Regions from separate parts of the Mus musculus genome. Here region 2 is linked to region 1. Evidence: chromatin contacts called from public promoter capture Hi-C data. All regions are on one chromosome and are shown on one strand. The core of a region is the stretch at or near the end of the contact, and the rest is flanking DNA. Distances in the headings are between cores, read along the strand shown. Region 1 holds the start of Rad21 (RAD21 cohesin complex component). Region 2 holds the start of Aard (alanine and arginine rich domain containing protein).

What was found. Capture Hi-C pulls out chosen DNA fragments and counts their contacts.
Region 2: a promoter capture Hi-C map of pancreatic islet shows a contact between it and region 1. The contact joins the promoter of Aard here to the promoter of Rad21 in region 1. A contact is called at or near these places in 2 of 39 promoter capture datasets (both in embryonic stem cells), 11 of 484 Hi-C or Micro-C datasets (Sertoli cells, cortical neurons, embryonic stem cells and 2 more), 12 of 115 datasets of contacts at active chromatin or transcription factors (the SCID.adh cell line, embryonic stem cells, extraembryonic endoderm stem cells and 2 more) and 2 of 9 other capture datasets (adipose tissue and pancreatic islet).

Annotation. Positions count from the first base shown.
Region 1 is chr15:51,990,480-51,993,030 of GRCm38.p6, reverse strand. It overlaps Rad21 (RAD21 cohesin complex component), which reads left to right and starts at 1,271. Exons shown (of 14, transcript NM_009009.4): 1 at 1,271-1,484. It overlaps Gm52217, which reads right to left and starts at 2,056. Exons shown (of 2, transcript XM_030248881.1): 1 at 1,242-2,056. The coding sequence starts at 1,962.
Region 2 is chr15:52,038,840-52,041,390 of GRCm38.p6, reverse strand. Aard (alanine and arginine rich domain containing protein) reads right to left here and starts at 1,284. Exons shown (of 2, transcript NM_175503.3): 1 at 861-1,284. The coding sequence starts at 1,208.

The sequences.
Region 1 (2,551 bases), core at 22-2,521:
AAAGCTTTAAAGTTATGCCAAAACACATTGTGATATTCCCAAAAATCTTGTCAATCCTCTTACTCTAAGCTTCCTACTTACTCTAGTGTTTTTGACATATATAATCCTTTTTCAAGAGTTGATCAGTTCCGAGGAACAGCTCTGCAAAACTGTGTGCAGTTCTAAACCAAAATCTGCTACTGTATGTTTTATAATCCTCCTACCGTTTTCCTCTCTCAAATGTGTTGTGTGTTATCATGAGACAGACAAGCAGAACAGAACTGCTTTATAAAAAGGCTTTAGAGAATGACAGCAAGCAGTTTCTCGGTCAGTTATTAAGTCAAATCATAAAAGTCATTACTACGTAGCCAAAAAAAGGAAAGTGGATTATTTTCCAATGAATAGAGGTGAAATCTGTTAATTAAATCTGTCCTGTCAAAGGTTTGTTAAGCAAACTGCCTAAAGTTGACACACGCACCTTCAGCAGGTGTTTCCAAACTGTCAGTAGCTAACTCCCACAGTAAGAAATTTACTGATGAACCATAAGCAAGCATCTGCTTCAAAGAATCAAATGTTGTTTTGTTGGTTTTTGTTATTGTTGTTTTGGTTTGAGATAGGGCTCCTCTGTGTAGTATTGGCTGTCCTGGACCTTGTGACCAAGCTGGTCTTGAACTCACAGAGATGCACCTGCCTCTGCCTTCCGAGTGCTGAGGTTAAAGGCGTGTACCACCACCGCCAGAGAATCAAATGTTGTTAAAGGGAACTTTCAAGAACATATATGAGACTCCATGAATGGGAGACCAAAGTTAGTTTAGGAACTGCGTGTAAAAGGAATCTACTCTCAAAAAATTTCTCCCAGGGCCTCGGTAGCATGCTTTTTGCTGCAAACCTAATATAAGCACAGGTTGGCCGAACCAATTAGGCCTTACTTTTCCAGCAGCTAGCTTAAGATTTTTGTTTCCTTCGTCGCTGTACAAGGTCATTAAAATAATTTTTATTTTTGCCGGGCGCAAAGAAAACTGGCCAACAGCAAAGACCTGCTTTAACTCGAGTTCAAGTTAAACCCCAATTAGTTACACGGTGTTGCGCAGGCGCTGCATTTGCCAACTCTGACGCTCCGCAAACCTCTTCAAGGAACCCTTTGCGCCTGCTCCGTGGCCAATAGGTGGCTGGTCCAGAGACAAGGAAGTGGTCAGCGCGCCTGCGCCGCCCCTTCTGTGGGTGGGGGGCGGCTCCGGCGGGTTGCGCAGGCGCACACGTACCTTTTTGACCGTAAACATCCTGCCGATTTGAACCGAGGATTTGGGCGGCCGGAAGAGCCGCGCCGTAACGGCCGCCATCTTGTTTGTTTGAGTGAATCGGAAAAGGAGGCGGCGGCCGTGGCGGTGGCGGGAGCAGCTCCGAGGCTACACCGCACAAGGGCTCCCCCTCTCCCCGCCCCCTCCCCTGACCCTTCCCCCCCTCCCCGGGCCACCCACCCCTCCCGGCTCCCCGCCGAGATCCAGGTAAGCGATCGGGCCGACCCCTCCTCGGGCTCTGGCTCCCTCCCCGGTGCTCTGCCCCGCCGGGTTGCTCCCGGGGCGCGGGCTCCGCGGCCCGCAGTTGCGGTGCGAGGCGGCCGGCGTTGCGGCCCCCGAGTGCTGCCAGCTCCCGGGCAGCGCCCGGCGACCCCGCGCTCTCCGGGCCCCCTACGTCCCGGGGCCGCCCTCGCCTGGGGGGGTTCCTCGCTGCCCCGGGGCCGTGCACCGCGCCTGCTGACTTCCTAATGGTTCCGCCGCAGTCCAGGGCCCACAAAAGCGACCCTCGGCCGCGCGGAGGTGGGACAGCGGGATCCCGGGGCTGACGGGGAGAGAAGGGGAGGTTTGAACGAGCCCGCTCTCGGAGCTGGCCGCCCCCTCGGGGGGGAAGATGGCTGTCTGCAAAGACGCGGGACTCAGGGCGGGAGCCGTCAGGGAGACTCCTGGGCGGGCGGGCGCGGTGCATCGGGTGTGGAGTCCGGGGTCCGGGTCGCGCCAGGCGTGTGCTGGCCGCAGGGATCGTGGACTCACTCGCCTGTTCTTCTGTCTCCCTCAACCGGATTTCTCTATAATGTATATATTTGTGTGTTGGGCATCTCAGAAATTGGACCGGCTGTTTTAAAACACGATCGAATAACATTGCTTCCAAGAACATGAGTGTAGCTGGTATTCCCCTTAACTTTTCTAAACTTTTTTTTTTTTTTTAATTTCTTTAATGGCTAAGGATCGAGTGTTGTAGAGACGTTCCGAGGCTGGGTGCCTTTTTCGTGGCACAGAAAGGCTTTGAGTAGGCTCTGCCAGGATAGTGTAAGGTGACACTGTCGAGGTGTTCAACTAGACCAAGCGGCCTTCTTCAAATTTAAGAGGGAAACGCTGTGGACGTTTTCTTCGTGCTCTCTGATTTGTTAAGCTGTCTTCAGCGTTCCAAAACGCGTTGGTGTTTGAATGGCTTATGGAAGTGGCTTCTGTACTTCGGCTTCTCTTTACAAAGGAAAGTTAATATTTGCTCTCCTTAAACTGTATTGGAAGAGCTTCGGCGTCGTCCCGTCCCGTGC
Region 2 (2,551 bases), core at 35-2,534, 48 kb before region 1:
GGCATTCCAGTGTGGCATACTGGCCCACAGCACTAACCTCGCGGTGTGCAGGGAGACGGTCTCACCAGGCAATGAGATGGCTTTACCATCCAGCTACCAGGGCTCACCATTTTGACCACACACACCGTTAGATCAAGCATAATGCATTCCTTATCAAATTCAGATTGTTAGTATGGTTAAATTGGATTCGCTATCATGTTGCCCTTCTTAAAGCCAGTAATGAACTCGACCACCCGCTGTGCTTTCTAACTGTTCTGAAGAAGTGGTTAGTTGTCGCACTGGATCCAAGAGAACTTTCCAAGTCTCCATTAGCAGCATTCATAAGCGTCGCCATTTTAAGTACGGGTTCTTTATACTTTTGTCCTTTTCAAATTGTCAAAAAAATTTTTTTTTCATTACAGAAAAAGTGATCTATGCACACTCCTCCCTTCTGAAGAGCCAGTCGGTTTCTGAATTCTTAGCAAGGACTAAAACAAAAATACTTGGATTGACTCAGTTTCTCATACAATTATTCCATCCATCTTGGTTGCTGGTTCCATTGAAATTTCTTTCTCTGCACGCTAACCGTAGATATACTAGGAGTTTGCTATGGGGAAGCTTCTAGAAGATAGAAAACTACAGAAACAGACTGGGGAGGGGCTCCTAGAATATGGGCCAATCACTGGACTGTAGGCCAAGCCCTGATCACTGGAGCTTTGACCCAAGGAGGCCTTAACACCGAGTCCAGAGGAAATCGGGTCCCCAGGAATGATCTCCCTCCCGGGCATCAACCCCACCCCTGCCGTCCTCCTGCAGGCTACACTCCAGCTTCGAAGTCACGGACTCCAGAGCGCGAACCCCGCCGCACAGCCCGCGCTCACCAGCTCCGCGCGCAGCCGGGCCAGGGCGCACTCCATGCGCGTCCGGCTCCTTTCCTCCCGTGCTGCCGCTGCGGCCGCCGCCACCGCCGCCACCGCCTCCCGCGCGCGTCTGGCGCGCCCGCGTGCCGCCGCCCGCTGAAAGGCGCGCTCCAGCTGCCTGCGGAGGTGCTCCAGCACCGGGCTGGACGCCCGGACGTGCTCTGGCACTTCGATGCCGATGCGCCAGGTGCCGCAAGGCATGCGGTGCACCGGGTGGAAGACTGGGGACCATAGCGCAGCCCTTCCAGAGACTCCGTAGAGTCCCCGGGACATCCTCTGTCTGCAGTGGCTGTAGTCACCCAAGCCCATCGTGGTCCTTTTCTGCAGCGCTCCGACTGGGGATTTGGTTGCAAGTTGGAGCTTTTTAAGGCCGATCGGGTCGGGGGCGGGGGCAGTTAACGGAACAGGCAGGACCCTGGCAGTGGACGCTGTTACTGCCCGGCCACTCAGAGCGCTGCTCGGCTCCTTGCCCATCTCCTGTCTTCTCTGCCTCATAGCAACAACGGAGGGAGGCCTTGTGACTAGAAGTTCTGACTGGAATTTTTTTTTCAGTCTGTTATAGCTTTGGCTTTGAGAATGCATGGAGACTGAAACAGTCAACCCACGCAGATAAAAACCGAGGAACTAGCTGACGATTTACCACGGGGGGGTTTCGACACAAAACTTTCCAGTTGCCTATTTCTTAGTACTGTGAGCCTTTGAAATAGTCTCTGACATTTTACTCTTTCAATACTGTGTCAGGTGTGGTAGAATCTAGACACCCTTCTGATCCTATACGCATGTATCATCCACAGTCCATGGTGAGAAGTTTGATCCTTTTGTAAGTTAGAATAGTCTTTCTGTGATCACAGGAGCCCAGAGTTCTGAAACTCGGTGCTCCTCTTTAACCCTGATGACTTCTTGGCGAGTCTACATAAATGAAAGGCTTAAAATAAAAAACCAACACCTTCCCTTATGACGGTATAATTCCCAGTCCAAGGTAATCATGAGCTAATAATTATTATCCGCATCATATAAAGTATATTTTAATGCCTCTTTTGGAGCTAATTGAATGTTTCTTTACAGGAATGAACAGTCAAAACTCCTGTGGTCATAGACCATTGCAAGAAGAAACAACAGTGACAGAAGAAACAAACACGTAGTACTCTCCCCAAGGAACTGTGGATACGTCTCTGAAAGACTGCTCCATTGCTTGAAGTGTCAATAGTAGGCCAAAAAGATAACAAGAGCATCCTTACATTATACTATATGCCTTATAGTATGTTATATATTATTATAGTTCTTATTATATACCAGCCACTTCACCTATTAACCTACATAATCCTTACACAACCCTGTGAGATGTATACTATTTTTTCCATATTTTTCCAAATAAGGAAAGTGGGGGTGGGGGGAGGTCCACATGCATACCCACCAAAGAGTCACACAAACTCAAGTGGTCTGCTCACAATTCACACCTAGGAAGCCTGGCTTGTTTGTACACGCCAGTCATTGAGATATACTCTCCTTCCAAGGGGAGAATGTTGCACAGATAAGCAAGAACTCTGACTCTGTGGGCCCGTTAAATTCAGCTCTATTGAAATGGACTCAGTCTTTACTTGATAAGGAATACGGTTACCCAGACTCTGGGTATAATCGCCAAGTTCAGTGCC